Linked DNA regions of Mus musculus: all the other regions are linked to region 1. A link is a contact called in public HiChIP or PLAC-seq, Micro-C and promoter capture Hi-C data. All regions are on one chromosome and are shown on one strand. Each heading gives the region's core, a stretch centred on a gene start, on an enhancer-like site or on the middle of the called end of the contact. The rest is flanking DNA. Distances are from core to core; before and after follow the strand shown. Region 1 holds the start of Eno4 (enolase 4). Region 2 holds the start of Cacul1 (CDK2 associated, cullin domain 1). Region 3 holds the start of B230217O12Rik (RIKEN cDNA B230217O12 gene). Region 4 holds the start of Prlhr (prolactin releasing hormone receptor). Region 5 holds the start of Trub1 (TruB pseudouridine (psi) synthase family member 1). Region 6 holds the start of Atrnl1 (attractin like 1). Region 7 holds the start of Fam204a (family with sequence similarity 204, member A).

What was found. Promoter capture Hi-C pulls out the DNA fragments that hold promoters and counts their contacts. Hi-C and Micro-C count contacts between places; a contact is called where the count stands out from the background. HiChIP or PLAC-seq counts read pairs in DNA pulled down with a chosen protein or histone mark.
Region 2: an H3K27ac HiChIP or PLAC-seq map of embryonic stem cells shows a contact between it and region 1, with 11 times the contacts expected there. The contact joins the promoter of Cacul1 here to the promoter of Eno4 in region 1. A contact is called at or near these places in 4 of 39 promoter capture datasets (the 3T3-L1 cell line, hippocampal neurons, liver and 1 more) and 2 of 115 datasets of contacts at active chromatin or transcription factors (astrocytes and embryonic stem cells).
Region 3: a contact with region 1 is called in a promoter capture Hi-C map of pre-B cells. The contact joins the promoter of B230217O12Rik here to the promoter of Eno4 in region 1. A contact is called at or near these places in 1 of 39 promoter capture datasets (pre-B cells) and 1 of 115 datasets of contacts at active chromatin or transcription factors (astrocytes).
Region 4: a promoter capture Hi-C map of hippocampal neurons shows a contact between it and region 1, with 5 times the contacts expected there. The contact joins the promoter of Prlhr here to the promoter of Eno4 in region 1. A contact is called at or near these places in 3 of 39 promoter capture datasets (embryonic stem cells, hippocampal neurons and liver) and 1 of 115 datasets of contacts at active chromatin or transcription factors (astrocytes).
Region 5: a promoter capture Hi-C map of liver shows a contact between it and region 1, with 4 times the contacts expected there. The contact joins the promoter of Trub1 here to the promoter of Eno4 in region 1. A contact is called at or near these places in 4 of 39 promoter capture datasets (hippocampal neurons, liver and pre-B cells).
Region 6: a Micro-C map of embryonic stem cells shows a contact between it and region 1, with 5 times the contacts expected there. The contact joins the promoter of Atrnl1 here to the promoter of Eno4 in region 1. A contact is called at or near these places in 1 of 39 promoter capture datasets (pre-B cells) and 1 of 484 Hi-C or Micro-C datasets (embryonic stem cells).
Region 7: a promoter capture Hi-C map of liver shows a contact between it and region 1, with 3 times the contacts expected there. The contact joins the promoter of Fam204a here to the promoter of Eno4 in region 1. A contact is called at or near these places in 4 of 39 promoter capture datasets (the 3T3-L1 cell line, hippocampal neurons, liver and 1 more), 1 of 484 Hi-C or Micro-C datasets (CD4 T cells) and 1 of 115 datasets of contacts at active chromatin or transcription factors (pancreatic cancer cells).

Annotation. Positions count from the first base shown.
Region 1 is chr19:58,941,647-58,944,897 of GRCm38.p6, reverse strand. It overlaps Eno4 (enolase 4), which reads right to left and starts at 1,473. Exons shown (of 14, transcript NM_178689.4): 1 at 1,277-1,473. The coding sequence starts at 1,441. It also overlaps a transcript of Hspa12a not described here.
Region 2 is chr19:60,579,429-60,582,679 of GRCm38.p6, reverse strand. Cacul1 (CDK2 associated, cullin domain 1) reads left to right here and starts at 1,657. Exons shown (of 9, transcript NM_030197.2): 1 at 1,657-2,352. The coding sequence starts at 1,962.
Region 3 is chr19:57,359,164-57,362,414 of GRCm38.p6, reverse strand. B230217O12Rik (RIKEN cDNA B230217O12 gene) reads left to right here and starts at 1,516. Exons shown (of 3, transcript NR_040316.1): 1 at 1,516-2,401. It overlaps Fam160b1 (family with sequence similarity 160, member B1), which reads right to left and starts at 1,406. Exons shown (of 17, transcript NM_145505.4): 1 at 1,045-1,406. The coding sequence starts at 1,089.
Region 4 is chr19:60,466,721-60,469,971 of GRCm38.p6, reverse strand. It overlaps Prlhr (prolactin releasing hormone receptor), which reads left to right and starts at 1,668. Exons shown (of 1, transcript NM_201615.2): 1 at 1,668-3,239. The coding sequence starts at 1,846. The coding sequence ends at 2,958.
Region 5 is chr19:57,451,330-57,454,580 of GRCm38.p6, reverse strand. Trub1 (TruB pseudouridine (psi) synthase family member 1) reads right to left here and starts at 1,675. Exons shown (of 8, transcript NM_028115.3): 1 at 1,385-1,675. The coding sequence starts at 1,634.
Region 6 is chr19:57,609,250-57,612,500 of GRCm38.p6, reverse strand. Atrnl1 (attractin like 1) reads right to left here and starts at 1,467. Exons shown (of 29, transcript NM_181415.4): 1 at 858-1,467. The coding sequence starts at 1,147.
Region 7 is chr19:60,225,093-60,228,343 of GRCm38.p6, reverse strand. It overlaps Fam204a (family with sequence similarity 204, member A), which reads left to right and starts at 1,643. Exons shown (of 8, transcript NM_001358273.1): 1 at 1,643-1,700.

The sequences.
Region 1 (3,251 bases), core at 224-2,723:
CAGAGCAGAAATCACTTGGAAGGGATCCAAGATTGACTTCTGAGCGCTGTGCCTACTATGGGCGCTGACACCCTTGGGCAGGTTGACCAGGGTTGTCCAAGAAAGCAGGCTGAGCAAGCCATGAGAAGCAAACCAGTAGGCAGCATTTTTTTTCTTCCTATAGCCTCTGCTGCATTTCCTGCCCAGACTTCCCTCAGTGATGGGCTGTGGCATGGAAATGTAAACCAAATAAACAAGTTCCTAAGTTGCTTTTGGTCAGAATGTTGTAGCAAAGGATAGAAAGCAAATGGGGCCGCCCCTAACTAAGGTATGGGAGTTCCCAAAGAGCTGTACAAACCAGTGCCAGGCTGCCTAACAGACTAGGAAGAGACAGGGTGAGGTGTCCTTTTAGACAACGAGTTAACAGTTCCTTCAGCAAGAGAGAGAGGGATTGAAATCTTTATAAGGCCTTCACTCACCTATTCCACAAAAAGTCTATAATTGTCCCTTTGTCCCACAGTGCAGGGGTAGGGGTGAGGGTGGGGGTACTAGTTAAAGCCCTGAGGCCCAAGTTCTTTATTTAAAAAAGGGAGGGTTGTTTGTTTGTTTTAAATCTTGCAGAGCTTTTAGAGACGAAGACAACGAGTGGTAGGTACCCCAACTCCTTTCCAAGTCACATCTGATGCACAGGAATCCCCCTCCTCAGCAGCCAACCATTAGGTAACTCAAAGGATTACTGTAGGATGGCCCTAGGAGAGCTCAAGGACACTCAGTCAACAACGGAGAAGGGCCTCCGAGTGAAATCTGCATTTTGGCAGTCACTGGCCCGAGACGTTGGGTACCTAGCCAATGCAGGGTGCGTGAGGTTTTCACACCTGGGAGCTTAGACTTGGAATCTGAGACATCAGGGGGGAGTGGAAGCCAAAGGAATGGGACCCGGGGTGGGCTGCAGCCAAGTCCCTGGCATTCGTTTCGTGGTCCAGCTTGCGTCCCCGCCCGCAGGTAAGGTAAGTTCAGCGTCAGGTCTGTGGTTTAGAAAACCAACGGCAGGTGAGCTCCTTGGATAGAAAAGAAGCTCGCCAGTCTCGGAGCAGACCTGAGCTACAGACCCATTCAGGGTCCTCTTGTCAACTCTCCGCATCCTCCCCGCGCAGCACGCTCGCCCTGCTCTCAGCTGGGCATCCCCTAACCCTTCTGCCCAGCAGCGCGCAGGCGCGACTCCGTTGCGCAGGCGCAGACGCATCGCGCTGCCGCAGCGTGGGCCAGAGGGAGGAGGGAGCTCCCCGCGCGTCCCTACCAGGTGCCCGTAGACATCCGCAGGCTGGAGGTAGAAGGTGGAGTTGAGCAGATCTTCCAGCTTGCGCGGGACGTCGTTCTCCTGGTAGTACGCCATCGCCTGCTGCTTCAGCTTCTGCAGGTCCCTAGTGATCCCGCCTCTGCGGCCGCCGTCTTCATCTCCCATGGTAGGAGACTTAGGGCTACAGCGGGGTTTTGCCAGGGGGCCCGCCAGCGTCCTTTTGTCGCTAGGCAACGCAACGAGATCACGACCCCTAGATCTCGCGAGGCTTCCTTCCCTTGGTGGACCGAGACTCAAGCTTTCCGTTCGGGACCCATCGTTGTCCCGTCCGCACTTCGCCTTTCTTCAATGCTTCGCTCTTAGTGCTCTCTCGTCCCCGTTTGTCACTGTTCCTCGGACAGTTTTGCAGACGGGGAGGCATTTAACGATTGTTTGAGTTCGTTTTGCAGAAGCTGGGGAGCGGTACCCGCCACTTCAACTCTTGCAGTTAACGAGGGAGAGGGATGCAAGAGCCCAGGGTGCCCTTCCTGAGCCGTGGAGGTCCTGGGCATGCATCCCTTCCAACCCACGCACTGTGCTTGCTGCACGCCTCGTGATGCTCTCTCTCAGAAAGCTCCCTTTGGGGGAGATTACTGAGAGTGAAACCCAGTGTAGGAAGTAAGACTGATGATGCTTTGGAGAGACCCAGGGCGAGGTGGAGGCCATGCAAAACGCAGCCCATGAGAAAGTCCTTGGGTCATGGTCTGTAGCAGCGGGCTGCCTGTTTACTGTGACAGTTAGGTACCAGACGCAATGATAGAACTTATTTCTGTGCTCGTTACTTGGATGGTGCAGGACGATCCAAGTAATGGATAGGAGTGGGCCGAGACAGACAGGGTGTTTTCGTGTTTTTTTTTTTTTATTGTTGCCTGTTTTATGTTCCCAACAGAAAGCAGGTTGCTTAAAAGACTTGTGCCTTCATTGCTCATCTGGAAAACGTAATCTTACCTGCTCTGTCCGCTGGACAATCACTTAAAATAACCCCGAGTGCGAAGAGGCATTTGGGAACAGTTGTTTTCCATAAATGTACTGTTGGATGTAGGTGGATAAAATACCTGATTCTGTAAGTACGCTTATATAACCGAGACCCATTCCTCCCTGCTCTGGACTCTCTTTGAGGACGATTTCCTTTCTGTGGTGTGATGGGTCATCACACACTTGCCCTCCCCTCTGGCTGGCTGCAAGTCCTTGGATGGTGGAAGCAGAGACTTAGTCATCTCCTTGTCCATCGCAGAGCTGAGCGCTCACAGCTGGGATTTTAGTGCACCTTTGTTTAAAAACGAGCCCACAATGTTGCCATTGCTTTTATTCCTGGGTGTGGCCGTCCTCATACCAACCCGCCTCCTGTGGAAGGTACCTCCTTCGCCCATCCTGTGAAGGTTGAGTTTTGTGTCTTAAGAAAAGCTGTGCTTCACATTCTCACCCCCCCAGCAGACTGCTCTTTCTACTGATCTCCTTGCCCACTTGAAACCTGGACCACAGACGTGAGCCCTCATCTTTTAGGGCTGACCCATTTGACTTTCTTCTTTTTCATTCTTCTGTGCTCAGCATGAATCTCTGGGCCTACCACCTGGATGCAGCCACTGAACTATATCTCCAGACCTCATTTAATTTTCTTTTCCTTTTTTTTTTTTTTTTCTAGTTTGTGACTTGGTTTTATGTATCTTAGGATGGCCTCAGACTGGCTGTGTAGTGGAGGCTGACTTTGAACTTCTGACCCTTCTGCTTCTATCTCTGGAGTTCTGAGTTAACAGGCGTGAGCAACCGTGCCTAGTTAACGCAGTGCTAGGGGTAGAACCCTGGTCTTCATGCATGCCAGGCAAGCACTTCACCAGCTGAGCTATAACCCCAGCCCTCATTTAATATTTTAATGGAAGACTGGAAGTATTTGGGCTGAGACCACTATGCAATGGGTTCTTCGCTCTCTAACCCACTG
Region 2 (3,251 bases), core at 408-2,907, 1.6 Mb before region 1:
ACTCTATCAAAGATTTCTCTGGCTCAGCCTGTTATGCTTTTCCACGTTAATGAAAGCTTGTTATATATGGAGTATCTTAACAAAATACACATGAACAGTTCAGTATTTAACAGTGTGCTGGGAAAAACTCCTTAGAGTAGGGCCTTCTAGGAAAGTTTACTATAATTGTACCAATCTCATCAGTTCTAAAAGTTTTCATAGTCACTTTCAGATTGATGAGTTGATAAAAGATTAACACAGTGGGGACTTACCAGTTATCCTTCAGTTAATGGTTTCTGTGATGGCTATTTCTGGTTTGTCAATTTGACTACACCTGGAATGAACTACAATCCAGAAATGGAGGGAACACCTGCAATCCCGATCTTGAAGCTGGAAGACACCCAGGTCTTGACATGGGATGACACACACTTTTGATCTAGAACTTGAGGCACAGTGCCCAGGAAAAGCTTAGGCCCAGACAAGATGGTATACACATTTAATCCCAGGAGACAGAGGCAAGCATATCTCTGAGTTCAAGCCCAGCCTGAGACAGAGCAAGTTCCATTAAACAAAAGCTTAGGTCCAGGCATGGTGGTACACATCTTTAATCTGGGCCGCACCTTCTGCTGGAGGTCTACATAAGGACAATGGAAAAAGCATTCATTCTTTGCCTGCTTGCACTTGCCAACACATCTGTTGGAACCTATTTCTTCAGGATTCTAGTTTATACAGAAGACCAGCTGACTTAGCCTGGTGGGATTGAGCAACTACTTAGATTCTTAGAGCTCCCCATCACAGCTGGCCATTGCTAAGTTAGCTGGACTGCAGACTGTCATTCATCCCAATAATTTCTCTTAATACATAGAGACATTCCATAAGTTCTGTGACTCTAGAGAACCCTAATAGTTTCTAACTGCACAGTGGTCAGAGAATGTGGTTATGTCAGTCCTCAGACATGCAGAGACACTTGCTTAGAGACACAGTATGTTTATCTTTTGTAAATGTTTCACATACTCTGGGAAGGAATGTATATTGTGCAATTTCTGAATCAATATTCTGTCCTTCTTAGTTTGGGATACCTAGGGCTAAAAAACGGCACACACCAACAGTCTACCCTTTGGAGTCTGTACCCAGGGCCTACTGCCACACTGTCCTTTCATTCCCCAAGCAAAGGCTCAGGCTGCGAGGTCAAGGTCTGGGTGGCAAAAAGCCTGTGTCGGTGGGGGACCCTCACTATGGAAAGGTTAGCCAGCATGGGGTATGAAGGGACACTCAGAAGGCTGAGGAAAGAGGACTGCTTGGAGTTAGTTGGAGCCCAGTTTGGAGTACAAAAAGAAAAAAGAAAAGACGAAAAGACTAAAAAAGAAAAGGGAAGGGGGCTGTTAAACATAAGAGCGTTGGTGCGCCGTTTTTGGGTCCACTCTCGGGCACACCCAGACTAGTTGTGGCAACAAGTTAGAGAATGCGCGTGCGCAGACCAAAGTCCTTTATCACGTAATGTCGGCCGGGGGCGGGGCCAGCGAATCCGGGTCTGGACACCTGGTCTAAACTGATGGGGAGGGGGGAGTGGGGAGGGGAGGGAGAGGGAATCGCGCCGCTGGGTGCATTCGCCTTGAGGTGACTCATAGCTCCCGCCCCCTTTTCGCCCAGCTTTCTCCAGGCCGTCCCTCGCATCACGTGCCTTCCTGGCCGCTCCCCCAGAGCCCTTTCCAAAGGCCAGAAGAAACTGCTGTAAAATGTCGTGAGGGACGTCAGCCCTTTGCGGCTGCCTCTCAGAACCAGACCCCGGGAGTGCCCACCTCAGTCAGCGGTTCCTCCGGCGGAGTCGTCTTGACGGAGGGCGAAAGCGCTCGGTGCGCCACTGGATTTTCCGCCGCACCCGCGAGGGCTCCGGGCGATGTGAACTCGAGGCGGCTTCTGCGCTCCCAGGCCCGGGGGCTGAGGTGGGCGGGCAGGTGCCTGGGAAGCCGCGGCCCGGCGGGATGGAGGAGAGCATGGAGGAGGAGGAAATGCTCACCTACGAGGCAATGATGGACGACCAGAATCACAACAACTGGGAGGCCGCCGCGGACAGTTTCCGCCAGCCTCCGCCGGCCCCGCCGCTGCCCCCGCCGCCGCCGCCGCGGCCCTCGTCGTCCATCCCGGATCCAGGCCGAGAACTCCCGGGGGGACAGCTGCTGGCTGTGCACGCGGGCTCCATGGAGAGGAAGGGTCCTAAGGAAGGGCTCCCGATGGGGCCTCCGCCCTTGCCGGAACCAAACGGGGTGATCATGATGTTGAAGAGCTGCGACGCAGCCGCCGCGGTGGCCAAGACGGCCCCTGCCCCCACCTCCAGCTCCACTATCAACATCAACACCTCCACCTCCAAGTTCCGTGAGTCTGTCCCTCCTCCACGACCCCACCCCCACCCCCCAGCCAGGCTTCTCCACACCAGCTCGTGGAATCCCCCCGCCCTGAGAGTAACTCCACTTCCTTTGTTCCAGGCTTAGTTCTCTTTCCTTCTCTTAACCCTCCCACCCTGATTCGGTGTCTGCGGCCAGTATCCGGCCAGCCAGCCAGTGTTGCCTGTTACACCTGCGCAGCCTCAGCTTATGCTTTAGAAAAGATCTTTAATACTCCTGATCATCTCTCAACATTAGTAAGCTCTTCTCTAGGGTGTCCCCTTCAAAGTTTCACCTTACAGAGCGAGAGGGAAAAGTAAGGCGGTCTTGAATTTCGTTAGAGGCCTTTCGTCTTTTTTTTTCAACCAGAGAGCAAAGAAATGTGTTCTTGTATTCTTTGCCGCTGTACTTTTAGCAAATCGGGCTTCTGAACGTTGGTCTCTAGCAACTCTTTGTTCTCTGTGAGTTTTTGCATCCTGTCAGGGAATTCTTAGTTACTTCTACTATGTAGTGGGAACTGCTACAAGTCTTTGAAGTTGATGTGTAAAATCACGTTCCAGAGAAGCGGTTCAGCAAGTGACTGTAACCAGGATCCTACCGCAGGTTGAACTTTTTAGCGGTCTGCCTTGAAATTCACTTGCAGATAGAAGATAAAAACTGACCCCAAAATGTTCACAATCAGGCAGTGTGCTTCCATAGCTAGGTAAAGAATAAGGTAGTAGTGCTTTTTAGTTCAGAGTGGTGGTGACAGTGTAAAAGGAACGTGGTGGCCAGGTCCTTGTTAGCTGCAAATTTAGAATGGCATCTCCTAATGTAACTGGAGATTTTATTTCTAGTTAAGTTTTATTAAGCTATAACAGTAATTGCCCACCTAGCTGTTGAAATTTTTTT
Region 3 (3,251 bases), core at 267-2,766, 1.6 Mb after region 1:
CAATGTTGAACTTTAAAAGTTTGATGACTCTTTATAGTCTGAAGTATAATACAAAATATCAATATAAGTGTTGTTAAAAGTTTTAAAAATTATTTTACCAATGCTGTTGCACACTGACTCCATATTAAGCAAGAAAAGTAGAATTGGCATCTTAGAGTGCAGTTCTCTACCCCATGTGTCAACACTGCTCCTCAGGCAACCCCATTTCTTTCTTGTTTGATGTGCCACCAAGCGAAACCCAAATTCCACGAAGTATGTAAAAAGCAATTGTGTTAAAATTTTGTCTCCATATCTGAAACTCACAACTCTAATTTTCTTAGCTGACCCTAAAAACCACCGTGGTATTTTGTCATCTTTTTACTTTTCTTTAGAAAGTCATGTGAATTTGAAAGTGCTACTATTAGGCCATTCTCAATATGCAAAGAAAATGCCATTAAAAAAAAAAAAACACAGTAACTTTCTTCACATAGGATGATACTCAGTCCAAAATTAGCTAGTAAAATAAAGCAAAGGGTCGCGTTTAGCACCGACAAGAAAAGCATTCTCTTCCTAGGTTTTTGGGTGCTGTACGTTTGGCGGTTTGAGTTCTGTCCCCCCGGTGCTGTTTAGGACCAGGCTCACAGTACAGCGGTTGCAGGCTGCGCCAAGAGCCTCCAGGAAGCGCATTACAGACAAGAAAAGGGAAACAGATGGTGTGAGCTGGGCGATCGCGGACCCGCAAACTCCCGCAGATCGATCACCGAGGTCCGGCCGAGGTGGGCCGCTGGGCCCGAGCTGGCAGAGCCGGTACCGGTGTGGACCGGGCCCCAGGGTCCCCGCCGCTCCTCTCTCACCCGTACCAAAGCAAAAGCAAGCCCTGCCCACCAGCACCGCCGTTCTTTTGTCTTGCGCGGCGCTGGCCACGTAGCCCCGGAGGTTAACGGCCAGGAGGCCTCGGGAGCCGCCCGGTCCCCGGCTGGAGAGCAGAGGCCCCGGGGGTGCCCAGGCCTCGCCGCAGCCTCCCTCCCCGCGCCTCGCAGCCCCCCGCACCCCAATCGGACTCACCGCCTCCACGGCATGCTGCAGGATGGACGTAAGCTTGGAGAACATCCTGTCCCGGGACTGCAGCAGCTTCTCCCGGGACGACCTGGAGAGCTCCTCGATGCGCCGCCGCCGCCCCTGCTGCGGCTGCCCGGGCCGCTCCAGAGTGAAGGCCGGTGCGGGCGGGCCCGGGCGGGGAGCGGAGGGCGGAGGCCGGGCGGGAGGCGCGGCGGCTCTGATCGGAGGACGCGGGGCCGCGGCGGGCGGCTCCGAGGTCGTTCGGCTGCAATCGGGGCACCGCGGAGCTCAGCGGCGGCGACGCGGACACGGTGGCAGGAGCTCGGGCTCTTCCGGCTGCCGTGCCCGCCGCGGCCTGCAGGGGACGCTGATGCGGCCCGGGGAAGCCCAGGTCTCCGCTGCCGGCGTCGCTGGACGCGGGGCGGGGCGCGCAGAGGCCAGGGCGGGGAGGGCGGGGCCAGCAGGGAGGGCGGGGCCGACTTGAGGGCGGGGCCGATGGGGAGAGCAGGGCGGGCGGGGTCGGCGGGGCGCTGAAAGGCTGAGGCCAGGAGGGAGGGCGGGCCTGGCGTGGCGCACCCGGCGGTGCTGGCACTCGTCTCTCGGTGACCAGAGAGCAGTGTGAGGATTTGGCAGCGACGTGTTGACGCTGCGCTTGCGTACCATACGTAGGGCAAGACTGGAAGGCCGCTGGGAAAATACCAGCATCCCGAACGCAAAAAACGGACAGCGGGTCCACGTGCTAGGGATTCGACCGCATCCAATGCAGGTGGGAAGATCCCGCTAGACTAAAATAGCTTATCCTTATCAAAACCCGGAAATGCCAAATGGACACGTGGGATGAGGGTTCGGTTAAATAACGCAGGATGGTGGCCTACAAGGTTTCAGTGTGTTTCTGGAAAAGGAAATAATATTCAGGATGCCTAACACCGATGAGTGAAGCCTCAAGTTAATGAGCCCTGGGCTGGAGGCTTCCTAAAACACTATGCAAATGTGTATTAAACAAGGCGTAGAGGAAACACTGACCATTTTAAGATGGTTGATGCAACTTCTGAAAATCTGAAGAACTTTGTTTCAAGCTGGTATTAGCATTTCACGAAAAGGATCGGGGAGTTCTGCATTAGGGTGAAGTAGATTTCTCATTAACATGGATGAAAAATACCTATTGATAGTATAATTCGTTGAGCAGAGGGCAGAAGAGGGCGCCGCAACTCTGAGCAGGGTTGAGAAGCCTGTTTGGATCCAGCTCTGCCATTCTGGGCCGTGAGGTTACCAATGTAGCAGTGAAGAAAGCCGGGGATCACAGGCTCTCCTCCTTGTTATAACATTAGTAACAACACAAGAGGAGAGGAAACCAAGAGAGAAGGTAAGGGGAGACTCGAGTCTTTCTCATGCTTTGGTTGTTTGCTTCTGCTATGCTCAAAAGCAGGTAAGCATAGCCTTGCTTTCTGTAAACTAAAACGCTGGCAACATCCTCTGTTATTTGTTGGACATTGAGCTGTGTTCCTTGCCACGTTCAAGGTCCTTGTTCCTGCTCCATCCTAGAGCACACAATGTTTGTTGTTATTATTCATACTACTTATGAGGTTTGGTCAGTTTATCAACCATAATAATTTTCCTGGCTAATTACATGGCAGTTTGTATTTTCACAATGTCCTGCAGCCACAACTTGTGTAGGGAGTGATGTTTAGGCGGGCTACAAGTTGTGTGTGATGGATATTTAACTTTGCATACTTATTATAAGCACAATAAAATATATGTTTGGCTATGGGTTAATATCAATACTCAATGATTTATCTGCCTGGTCCCTAATTTCTAAGACGCACAAGTTAGCTAGAACTGTAACTGAGCCAGTAGGTAGATTTCCTACTCCCGTTCCGAATGCTGGGAGAGGCACTAATGTAAAGCCAGTAGGTAGATTTCCTACTCCCGTTCCGAATGCTGGAGGAGGCACTAATGTATAGCCAGTAGATAGATTTCCTACTCCCGTTCCGAATGCTGGAGGAGGCACTAATGTATAGCCTGCCTAGTGCTTGGATGCAGTTGTTGATGCAGTTGGACTCACCTCAACCACTGCTTTGAGGAAACCCAAGAGGAGGCTCCCTTTACCCTTGAAAACACCCTAGGTGCCTGAAGTACCTCAATTGGAACCTCCTGTATTTATTCTATTAAGCCCATAATAAATTTAGTTCTTTATAAAAACGGGACTGGAGTAT
Region 4 (3,251 bases), core at 419-2,918, 1.5 Mb before region 1:
AGTGTTTATAGTCCTTTACCAGATTTATTTGGCAAGTGGTAAATTACCTTCTCTGGAAAGTGCCCCAGTACACACGTGAACTACTTACCACTCTGACTTTCATACTGGTTTCTGCTACATGTATTATCGCTCAGAGAGTGTGGGTGTAGAGTGGAAATAGCACAATAATGGGTAGCTTTTGTGCTATAACTGACTTTTCTTCTTGTGTGAGTGACTCACTGGAATTTCAAGAGTGGAATGACTTGTTAAAGCTTTCTAGTAGAACTGAGATATCTGAAGCCCCAGAGGCTAAAGTAGGGCTTACCAGAGAGGACTAGACATTGAAACTCAGCCTCCTTCAGAAGCCCTGGCTTCTGAACAGGGTGGTTACAAAGCCCCTTTCCTGACAGACCTCTCACTGTGCAGCTTAACTTATATTTCAGTGACAACTTCATGCTACTAAAGATCTTATGAAACTTAACCTTTTCAAATGTCACCTTTGTTATTCTTTCTGAAACCCTGCAACCGCTAGTACGTAAAAAAGAAAAAAATATCTAAACCGACATAGGAAGGGCTTTTATTCTAGGAGGACAAGAAAGTCAGGAACTCAACAATCTCTGCTAGGACAGGTGGCGCCTTGGGTTGCTGTAGCGACAAAGAGAAATGAGCAAAGAGTGGCAGGGTTCAGATATTGGGGTGAATTTATAGAGCACAAACTGGCCTGATGGCTGCGTTTTTCTGAGCTAGGGAGGTAAATGATGGCACGGTCCCTGGTGATGATCCATATCGGAGCCAAAGTCACCCTTCAATCTCCATCCTGCACTTCTTTTTTTTTTTTTGCTCCAGGGAGCAAGCCTCAGATCCACAGAGCTGCAGTAATTTCGATTGTCGCGAGCCCCCTTGCGCCGTACCCACACAGCACTGGGGAGCTGCCCGTGGTGCTGATTTTTTCCCTTTGAGAGGAAACTCTGGCCACCACACCTGCAAAAGGCTCAAAGGATACACTGGAGTGCTAGAGCCCTAAAATCCCTGACCAGCGACAGGTGCAGCATAACAAAGCTCTGCTAGACCCCAAACTCTAGCGACTCTGTCAGCTGCAGTTGGAGCTCTGCAGGATCTGGAGCTGTCCTGTGAGGACTTCCCTTCACTCCCTAGTTTATCTACATTTCCCTATTTCCAAATCCTCTCAGCCTTTGGAGACTACACCTGGTGGACATCACAAATTGGCGCTTCCCGCACCTCCTCTGTCATCCCCTGGGACACGCCCCTCTGGAACAGCTTCTCCAGGGGCACTGCACACTTCCGAAGTGGAGATCACCCTGGAGCGTGGGGCCCAGGTTCCTGGCCCCACCCCCTTTCTTGCTTATTCCTACTACACATGCTGCTCCTCTTAAGCACAGAGTTGGGCAGTAAGCTCCGCCCCCATCTTCCATTGAAGGGAGAGCTGAAGTCAGGAAGAGGTGGAGGGGAGGAGCTCCCAGACCCCTCACAAGCTGCTGACCCACTGGGAACTACTGAATCCGTTAGTAGAAGAGAGCAACCCGAGCGAGCGTCCATTGTTGGCTGAGGACCCCTGAGGAACAGCAGGCGGTCTGCTCCCGCCTTTGAGAGCCTTTTCCCGCCAGCCAAGCCTGCTCACAGGTAGGGCCAGCTCCCCGGTCTGCCTTCCGGGGACCGCGAGAGCTATCCACGAATAGGAGCTGTTTAAAGAACCTGTGTTAGGCTTATTTTTATAGAACTGGAAGGACAACATTCATTGCGCTTGATGTTCTGGGTCTTGTGTCCAAGAGAGGAGTTGGGTGGTGGGAAAAGGTACACGAGGGAAGATGGAAAGTGACAACTTTGATTACCTTTGAACAGGTAGCCATGACCTCACTGTCCACTGAGACCACTGGAGACCCCGATTTGTCTTCTGGGCTGTTGCCAGCTAGCTCGACTCCAGCCAACCAGAGCGCAGAGGCCTCGGAGGGCAACCTGTCTGCAACGGTTCCCCGAGCTGCAGCAGTCACGCCGTTCCAGAGCCTGCAGCTGGTGCACCAGCTGAAGGGGTTGATCGTGATGCTGTACAGCATCGTGGTGGTCGTGGGTCTGGTGGGCAACTGCCTGCTTGTGCTGGTGATCGCGCGCGTGCGCCGGCTGCACAACGTGACCAACTTCCTCATTGGCAACCTGGCCTTGTCCGACGTGCTCATGTGTGCCGCCTGTGTGCCTCTCACGCTAGCTTATGCCTTTGAACCTCGGGGCTGGGTGTTCGGTGGAGGCCTGTGTCATCTGGTTTTCTTCCTGCAGCCGGTCACCGTCTATGTATCGGTGTTCACACTCACCACAATCGCCTTGGACCGCTATGTGGTTCTGGTGCACCCGCTACGTCGGCGCATTTCACTGAGGCTCAGCGCCTACGCGGTGCTGGGCATCTGGGCTCTATCTGCAGTGCTGGCGCTGCCGGCCGCGGTGCACACCTACCATGTGGAGCTCAAGCCCCACGACGTGAGCCTCTGCGAGGAGTTCTGGGGCTCGCAGGAGCGCCAACGCCAGATCTACGCCTGGGGGCTGCTTCTGGGCACCTATTTGCTCCCCCTGCTGGCCATCCTCCTGTCTTACGTACGGGTGTCAGTGAAGCTGAGGAACCGCGTGGTGCCTGGCAGCGTGACCCAGAGTCAAGCTGACTGGGACCGAGCGCGTCGCCGCCGCACTTTCTGTCTGCTGGTGGTGGTGGTGGTAGTGTTCGCGGTCTGCTGGCTGCCGCTGCACATTTTCAACCTATTGCGAGACCTGGACCCGCGTGCCATCGACCCCTACGCCTTCGGGCTGGTGCAGCTACTCTGCCACTGGCTTGCTATGAGCTCCGCCTGCTACAACCCCTTCATCTATGCATGGCTGCACGACAGCTTTCGAGAGGAGCTGCGCAAGATGCTGCTGTCCTGGCCCCGCAAGATTGTGCCTCATGGCCAGAACATGACTGTCAGCGTGGTCATCTGATGTCGCTCTGCCAGGTCCGAGCTGGGGAAATTCATATCCCTTAGCCCCAGAGGTCGTCGTGAGATCTTATTCCCAGCACCAAAGTTAAGCCAACACATGCGAATTCCCACCCAGCCCTTTTGATTTGTCTGGTTTTTGTGTTTCTGTGAAATGTTAGGTGGGCTTTGGAGCAGAAGAGCCTGGGGAGAGAGAGAGAAGCAGATTTATCAGGTCTACCCCTGAAAGCAAAACAGCTATTTTTCTGGGTTCAGAAAAATAAATCAGTAGCAGGTCTTTCTTTCTCTCTTTCTTTC
Region 5 (3,251 bases), core at 426-2,925, 1.5 Mb after region 1:
AAACATTTAAATTAGCAAAGTTTTTATCAGAATAGTTTGGCTCCTGGCTAAAAGAGAAAATTTAAATCAGAATGGAGGTGCCCATCTGTAAGTCTCACATTCAGGAGCTCAGGCAGGAGGATCACTGAGTTGAGCTCAAGGCAAACCTATCTCAAAACAAACAAACAAAACTAGATTAAGTCTTCCAGGTGACACTGAGCACTGTGAGAGGTTTCTCTGTACCTGTAACAAGACAAGCTAAGCTGAAGCTCTGGAGAATCTGGAACTGCAGAGATCACAAGACTGTAAGCCGACTTAAGGGAAGAGGCGGCCACTGTTCATCCTATGTCCCTATAGGATTCCACAGATGCAGCTTAACATGAGAATCCAGTAAAAGAAAGGCTCCGTGGGGACTGTTCACAGGGTAAAGTGCTCGCCAAGCAATAGTGAGGACCAGAGCTTGGATCTCCAGCACCCCTATAAACACGAGGGTGACACTGAATGCTACCCTGATTCCTAGCCAGTTGTCCCTAAAACAAGCTGAGTAGGCAGACTTGCCTAATTGGCAGGATCTAGGTTCAAGTGAGGTACTCTGGCTCAATACACAAGATGGAAAGCCATGTCTGAAGATGGCCAACATCACCTCTCACCTACAAACACACACTCACACTGCATACACATTCACACGCAAAACAAAACTAAAGGGTTTTGGCTTTTTAATGCTCCTGTTATAAATGATCAAGAGGAAGAATGGTTAGAAAAATGGCCATCTTCTATTTTAATGTTCCTCAAAAAATACTACATTAAAAAAAGAAGAAGAAAGAAAGCACAATCTGAAGCAATAGAGCACAATTTCCAAAATAATCCCAGATCTTCAGACTTTCAGGGTCTGCAAGTGTGGGGATCAGGAACCTGCATTTGTATAGAAGACGAATCACCGTGCCCACTAAAAGGTGAAAGTGGTGTCCTTTCTAAATCCTAGCTAACTCAGCCTATGTGCTTTTCAAATAAACTTTTAAGTTTGCAACTTAGGGGTAGAGAGCCTGCATTTCCTCTGGTGGTACTCATTCGCAAGAGTTAAACAAAAACCCTGGGAGGGATCAAACTACAGAAAACTGGGCTGCAGCCACCAGGGTGAAAACCTGTATATGCAGACTGGTCCCCCAACTCTACACGTACTTCCCGTGAGAAGCTCAAAGGGCCACTGTTGAAAGAGTGTGCACTTGGGTAAGTCCAAGCCTAAGATGCCCTGGGTTTTCGTCCAGAGTTAATTCGGTGGTCACTCTTTCTATCTTGAGCCACAGACGCACAAAGTAAGTCAGTAAGTAAAAGAAGAAAGACTAGAGATAAAAATCCCAGTGTGGTGGAGAACTCCTCAGCCTGGTCCCTACCCGGGCGGCAGTACCTGCCAGCAGCTTCTCCTTCAGCCGGTTCAGCAGCTCGGCTGAAGTGGGCCCTTTGGGCTTGTGCACGGCGAACACGCCGCTCAGCGACATGAGCTTAGCAGCCAGGGCGGCCTTGGAGGCCGGGGCTTGCGATTCAGTCCTGGCCGCTTCCGCCACCGATGCTGCTACAGAGGCCTCGGCTGTTCCTGAAGTGTCAGGAGCTGTGTCCACAATCAGAGGTGAAACCACCTCTGCCTCTGCAGCTGCCATGCTTTCACGGCCTGGGCCAAGAGGCGAGCAGAGATGACACCGATGTGTTGCAAGGCCTTCTGGGAATTGTAGTCCATAGGCTCGGTATAGGCCAATGGCTTGCTCTGGCATCTCGGAGTTCTGCTGGAACCTTTAATATCTCTGTTACCAAATGCTCTTAGTCGTGAAGAGGTACATTGGAGTTGCCGCTGTAAACTATCCAACGCAAACACCTAATTTGTGTATTTGAGGTAGAGTCACTTCCTTTCTGTACCGCCCCCCCATAACCTGCATGTGTGTGTGTGTGTGTGTGTGTGTGTATGAATTTTGAATTTTTGACTGCAGTTTTTGACAGTTCTAAAAAAAATGTTAATGTTCTTTTGGAGTTTCTATTCCTTTATAGGAATCAAAAACTATATATGGTTGATCCATTCGTGGTGGTGCATGAAGGGCTCTCTAACAGGCATGGCAAACATGGCACCAACAGGCTTTACTCTTCTTCCCCTTTTCCTTCTCCCCTGCTAAACTGTAGGTTACATTCCTAAAGCTAGCCCCAAGGTCCATTCAGTTATTTGGCCACTGTCTCATTCCTGAGACAAAACATCAAGGACCAACAATCAAAATTCATTGTTTGACTAATGTGTCCGATCAGGATTTACCAACTCACTCTAGCATAAATTCCCCCTAGCCCCCTACAGTGAATGCCTTTAATCCCAGCATTTAGAAGTCAGAGGCAGGTGGATTTCTGTGAGTTCCGGGCCACCCAGGGTAACATACTGAGACCTTATCTCAACAAACAAACAAGTAAAACCCAAAACAACAAAAACGCCTATGGTTTAAATTAATATTTAAACTCTTTGCAGACCTCGCATTAGGCTGTCCCTCTAAGAGAGGAAAAAAAAATCCTTTTACTTCTTCCCCAAATGCATTAAATGGAAGTGTGGTTATTATGGGATAGCCACTTTGTCTTCTTTGTTTCCCCACATTGCCTTACAGCCATTCTTTCTCATAGTGCTCTGCCAGGCTAACATTCTTCCCTAATGATGCCTCATTGCCTAATGATCCCAGTCAGGGGATGCCAGTTACACGTCTACCATTCACGCAACAAATGTATGTCAGAGGAATCATTACAGATAGAGTATTCTGGGCATTAGAAAAATCAAGCTCTAATTTCCTAAAGTAGCCAACATCTTACACATTGGACAAGCCTTTAACTCACAGGTCATTTTATTTAATATTATATTTCAGACTGACTAAGACAGTCTGCCATCTCTCCTTCCCTCTCCCCCACCCCCACCATATCTCTTTTCTGCTACCCTCTAATCTATGTTCTCTGTTCTCTAACTGTGTGGTGATTTGGATAGGAATGGTCCCCACAGCCTCATAGATTTGAATGCTTTTTCATTAAGGGAGTGGTGCTACTTGACAAAGATTAGGAGCTATGGCCTTGTTGGACTAAGTGTGTCACTGGGGTGGGTTTGGAGGGGTTTCAAATGCTCAAGCCAGTCTCCTAGTCTTTCTCCCTCCTCTCCCTCTTCCCCTCCCCCTCTCCTCCTCTTCCCCTCTTCCTCTTCCTCTCCCCCTCTCCCTCCCTCTCCCTCTCTCCCCTCCTCCTCTTCCCCTCTCCCTCATCTCTCT
Region 6 (3,251 bases), core at 218-2,717, 1.3 Mb after region 1:
AGAAACCCACTTCTCCGCCTTCCCAACGGCCACCCCACTTCTTTTTATAGAGGCAGAAATCTAATAAGCATCAGCCAATAGGGAGAAGTGTCTCTTCCCCAGAGATGCAGGCTCCTTAGCACCTTGCTTTTCAGCAAAACCAAACTGCTGTCCCCCATACACCTGTCAAAAGTCACACAAAGCCATGACTGTCCTGATAAACCCAACACCTCTAAATGCATATTCTGGAGTGAAGCTGGCTGGACTGGAATCACGACTCAGCATTTTCTGCATAACCTTGATCGAGTTAACTTAAATTGCTGCCTGGATTTCTCTCTGTAGGTTCTGGATAGAAGGCGTAAAATTCCAGTAAGTTATAGACTTATGGGGAAATGGGTGAGAGGACCAACCTAGAAACTTATAACAAGGTACAGATCGTAGTTTGCCCATTGTAAACCCTATTTACCACACTCGACGATTACTAAACCGAGGCGTGCTCTCTGACTAGAGGAACAGCACAGGGAAGGAGCTGGGCCACAACTTTAAACCCTGACGCCTCTGACTTCTCACAATGTTCATGGATTTTTCATGAGTTATTTCCTCCGTTTCTGATGGAAACAGATACTGTCCTAATTGGCGGAGTTTGGCACGAATTGGAGTGAGAACATTCTTTCTGCGCAGAGGATGACAAGCCGCTGAGGACATGCGGAAAGCACCGAGTCAGCCCGGGCTGGGCGCCTGCTGGAGCTCCCCGGGGCACCCGGAGGCTGGAGGGGCGCAGCGTAGGGCCCCCTCCCGGGGACCCCGAGGCCAGAGCGGGGCGGGGAGCTACGCTGGCGGGGCAGGGCTGAGGCTTGGGGTCCCACGGTAGCACTTACTTGAACCTGCCCTGGCAGTGCTGGCACTGGTCCCCAACCCAGCCCGGGTCGCACAGGCAGGTGGAGTTGACACAGCGACCGGAGAAGCAGGAGCCAGTCCTCTCGCAGGGCTTGGACTGGGACACCTGAGCATAGAGCGCCAGGTAGAGGAAGCCATAGCACAGCAGCCAGCTGTTCCCGTCCAGCAGCAGCCAGGAGGAGGCGCCCCCACCGCCCGCCGGCCGAGCCCTCCACAGCACCGGGGAGGCCGGCTGCGGGGCACCCGAGCGGGCCCGGACCCCCGGCTCCATCTTCCTCGGCGTCCCGGCTCGGCGGGGCTGCGCTCGCGGGAGCGCACGGGGATGCCGCTGAGCGGGGATCCCGGCCGCAGAGGACCTCGCCGCCGCCGCTGCTGTTCCTCGGCTCCTCAACGGCGCCGACCCCCGTCCCGCTGACCGGTCCGGAGCGGCGGATCCCAGGCGCGGCGGCCTCCGGTCGGCTGCCTCCAGTCACACTCGGGCATCGCCGCCCGCTCCCCTGACCTTGTCCTCGGCGAGCCGAACCCTGCAGCCACGGTAGCTCCGGGAGCGGAGCGAAGAGCCGGCGGCGCCCCGCGCTCCGGAGGGGACCCGAGGGGGAGGGGACCGGGCGGGAAGGGGGAGGGGACCCGCACGGCCCCGCCTCGCCCGCGCCCCGCGCCGAATGCCGAGGCTCGCCCGGGAGGGCGGGGCCGCGCGGGAGCCCCCGAGATGGGCGCGTCCAACAGGAGCACGCGGGGAGGGGAGGGCGGCTGTCGGTACCCGGCGGTACTCCTGCTAGCCTGAGATACCGCAGCAGCCTGCTTCCCTCCGTCCTCCAGACACAGTTGCTGTGGCCGCGGTCGCAGCCCAAACTGCGGAGAGACGTCCCCGCAGCCTTGTGCGTACGCACTCTCGTGGCCACTCCCCCCCCCTCGGTCCGGGCGCGGTGGTCTCGCCCGGCCCCTGACGGGGACCTGGGACTCCCCCGCGCGCCCACCCGGCCGGCGGGCACCGCTGGGAGTGCGTCCCCAGGTGTGGCCCGCGCCGCGGAGCCCACGGAGGAGAAACCCACTCCGACCTCGGGGCCTCGGCAGGAAGGCAACCTTGTACTCCGCGGGCTGCAAAAGTGAGGCGCCCGCCCCAGCGCTCCCCGAGTCTCCTGCACGTTTCTTCTTCTTCTTCTTTTTTTTTTTTTTCTTAAAAACTCCCAACTACACACAAAGAGCTGAGCATGTGCAGCCAGCAAAGTCTTAAAGGCACCGCGGTCTGACCACGTTATGGGGTGCAGGGACAGGGCGGAGTGGGGTGAGGGGCTGCATGGGGCGCGAAGCTGCTCCCGTGGGGCGACCTCAGCCGCGGCGGCTCTTTATCGCCCAATCGGGGCTCCTCATGCCCAACAAAGAACTGCTCCGAGAGCCACCCCTCCCGACGCTGCCTCGGAACCTCACCAAATCTTCTTTTCTCTTGTCTATGTTTCCTCCTTCGTCTGGGACACTATTCTCTCTTGAAAAATGTTGCGACATCGGGGCTTTTTTTTTTCCTTCAGAAAAGCAGAAGTGATTTCCAGAAAGGGCCCTTTCCCGTTTTCAGCGGCATCTATTTCTTCCTTGAGATGACTTTCCAAGATTTAATTGCATAAGCTGAGATATGTCTTCTACTTTTCTCTATACGGGCCTGTTAGCTGAACCCTTGAGAGGAAGCTGTGCACAAATTGCAGGCAAGCACCCTCGAGAGTTGTTGGAGCTCCACCAAGGAGCAGGCGGTACGAACAAGATTGTGAAACTCACCAGACATTTCTGACAGCTGGAGCAGAAAAGTTTTGGTTGTAACCACAGTCATAATATTATTGTTAAGATTCACTCCGAGTTTATTTTGGGAATAATGTACCCACGTCATCTCTTTTAATCTCCATCATCCCAATTCACAGAGAAAATCCTCTATTAACCCCATTTCGCAGATGAGGGAATAGCATGAGAAAGGCTGAGGTGCGTGTTGGTAGCAGAAACGGATCAAGTCCTCTAACTTGTGTGCGTTTTCAATGTTTATCAGCCCACTTCTGTTTGCAGCTGCTTTGTTCTCCTTTGGTGAATAAAACATAAGTGCTGGCTGGCTTGGTTTGCAAATACCTCAGCAATGACTTAAGAGGAAAACAAAAGTCCTGGAAAAAAAAAAAAAAAAAAAAGGCTCCTTCCCAAAAGAAGAAAGGCAGCTGATTCTCACTTGTACAAAAAAAAAAAAAAAAAAATCCATTTCCGGGACACAATAGTGTGAGCCATGTCCTGTAGAGCCTGAAATTTGGCCTGCCCCATACTTTCCCACCTTTTCCACATTCTGGTGTTCTTCAGAAAGAGGGGGGCAGAGTTAAGAGGATCTTGTTAGAGGCCACTCCTTTTCA
Region 7 (3,251 bases), core at 394-2,893, 1.3 Mb before region 1:
CAATTACCTGCTCAATGCTGATAGTTATGCTTTTCCCTAGAATCAGGGAATGCTTGAAAGGAATCCTCCGTCATGCAAACTTATCAAATCATGATTCTAGAACACTACATCATAAACTTGCATATCTTCCAGAAGTTATTGGACAATGCATGGGTATAATGTATGTTTAAATATTAGGATTAAATATGTAATAATGATTAATCCATTCACATTATTGAATAGAGGCAAGAATTTTGTACATCACAATATTTTAAAAGGTTCTTGTTCATAATGTGAATAAGTGAAAATTACTGTAAGTTAAGCCATGTGTGCATTAAGTTTGGCCTACAACCAACTCCTTCCTTTGAAAAACTAAATAGCTTGAACTGCAGCTTCACTTAAGAGTATGTTAGTATTCTTATAACGTGTTGCTGAGTCTTAGTCAGTCATAGTAGTTGACTTTTAGCCAGTCAGTATGACAGCTGATCACACCATGTTTTTATAAGGTAAATACTAAGATATGACCAACCACAGTATTATATGTTTCTTTTTACCTTTTTTTAATTTACAAAGATTGCTTGCTCACTGATGGAACACTCTGAACTTTGACTGGGCCAGAGTCTATTCATGAAACAACTGTTTGTTCAAATCAATTCTGCAAAGTTTAATTTTTCATAAGTTTTTTTAAACTTGTTCAAGGCTTTGTATTTTGTATGTGCATGTGCCATATATGTGTTCTAATGCATGTGCATTAGGTCAGAAGACAACTCGAAAGTGTAGTTCCTTAGGGGTTGCCCACCTGTCTTTTGTGGTCACTGGCCTAGAGCTTGCCTCGTAGGCTAGTCTGCCTGTCTGCATCCACAGTGCTGGCTGCCATGCCTGGCTTTTAAAATACGGATTCTGAGGGTGGAATGAACTTAGGTTCTTACTGAGCTATCTCTCAGCCCTGTAGTTTCTTATATAACCATCACAAGAAAATAGAAACATAATCTGAGTACAGAACAGTACTTCAGAAAATGGAAGCATTTCTGAAGTGGTCCTACTTCATCCCCGTATCATCGCCTGGATTTACTGTTTTCACATGGTGAAAATTTCTGCTCTTTTCCTCATTTACACGCCGGTAAACCCCTCATCAGGACCTATACACTATGCCAGCCTGGTAAATCAACTTCTGAGTAGGGGGTGCTTAGCTGGATTTGATTCGGTCAACCAGACTGGAAAGTCCCTGGAGAACTGGAATCCGGTTGAGAATTGCATGAGGCCTGGAACACAGTGGACACTCAAATATACGCAAAAAGATAGGAAAGGCTGGGGAGAGGGGTGGCGAGGAAGCGAAGGAAGCAAAGCCTTCCTTGAAGAGATCATCTACAGTTCTCCATTGAACTCAGGTGGGCATCGAAGTCAGCATTTTCTTTAGCCAAGTTCACCAGCACAGGAAAGGAGCGAGGAAAGGACAAAACTTTAAAAAAAAATCGCTTGGTTAAAGTGAGGAAAAGGAGAAAAACAAACAAACAAACAAACAAACAAACAAACAAACAAAAAACAAAAACAAAACCTCAACAGGCTCCTCTTAGCAGAGGCGTTTAGGCAAGCCAGGCTGTTCCCTGGGCGACCATAGAGCCAGAACGGCCGCAGCCGATTGGCTGATCCGCCCGAGCCAATCAGAAGACACGATGTTGGCGGGGTTCTAAGATGGCCGCCGAGCCGCTGTTTCCTCCCTGGTAAGTTCGGCTTCGCGAGGCGCGACTTGGCGGCAGGATTCGCGGCGGCCTGTCGGGCTGTGTTCCGAGGCAGGGAGGGCGGCGCAGGAGTCGGGGCGGCTCGTCCTCGCAGATCTGCCGAAGCGGGCTTGGAAAACCCTGGGTTCGGGCGGGCGCCGCTGGGCTCCGGGGGCGTCGTGAGGTAGCCGTCCGGTCCCGGGCCAGCGAGGAGCGCGAAAGCCCACACAGCAACTGCGGCTGACCAGAGCGAGGTTCGCGGCTCGCCGCTCCGCCGGCGTCCCGATGCGAGTTCTGACGCGGCTGGAGAGCTGAAGGTGGTGCGGCCTCGCACCGGGTGAGTGCCGCCGAGTTCCAGGTTGTCCGTGCGGGAAGGGGTGTGCCTTTCAGAGCCACCCTCTCAGTCTTGAACTTTGTAAGTACTTGTACAGTGGCATGGATTGCGTGGTTTAAAATCTTTCCACACAAGTTAGAGAGGGTCCCGGGGGAAAGTGGGTTCCAAGCCTTGGCTGTAAACATTGTTTTAATTCAAACTCACCTATCCTTAAGATTAAAAATACAAAAAATAAATAACTTATTTGAAGTATATCTGAACTGAGGCCCCTGACTCCCCTCGGGTTTTCTGTGTCGTTTTAAGAAAAAGGAACACATTTTCTAACAATAAATAAGACATTTACATTAATGTTGATAATCTTAAGCCTAAAAGTGTGTCAGTTAACTAGTTCCAAAGTTCAGGAACTATTTATTATGCTCTTATAGGTTAGAGGATGGCGGTTATAATTATTTTACAAATAGGATTAAATTTAGATGTTTGTGATTATTTAAAATCGAATACATAAGACAGCCACTTGATGGAAATGCAGCTTAAATTCTGGCATAGTAGAGACAGAAAATTTGTTGGATGCGCAGATTTTATCCTTTGGGTATTGCTTGTAACCAGTTTTGTGGTCTAGAAATACATTTCTCAAATCTCTAAATGTGACTCTCAGTGTGTTACTTAGTATAATATCTCCCCTTTTTCATATGCAAAAAGTGCAGAAAAAATTATTAGTAAAATTTGCCTAGATTTGACCTGTCTCCCAAATCTTTGTCTCCAAGAATTCGCCACCAACTTTGCCCTCTAAAAGTTCATAATTTAAAGCTGTCAGGCGTAACTGGATCACAATGATTTTGGCCAGTTGTAGAAAGAGTTGCTGTTAGTTTCTAATGTGTGTTGTGATGAAGATTAGTGCCTGCCTCTTGGTTTGTGTGTGGTGTGTGACAGGTCTGCCTTCTTTTTCTCCTGCTGCTTGTCTGTCTTTTGTTGTAACTTGGTTTCCTGCCCCTTTTCAGTGGACCCTGTGCAGAGCCTCTGAAAACTGATCATCTAGTGAGGTAGAGGAGAGAAGCTGCGTTTATATTGATCAAAGAGTAAAGCAGCTCTGGTCATTTAGGACTCTGAGGCCATTAAGATCATAAACATTTTAAAGGTGTGTGTGAGACCATCGCACTGGTATTTGACCATACCTTCGTTTTAAAGCTTAGAAAGAACGAAAACCCAGGCAAATACAATGG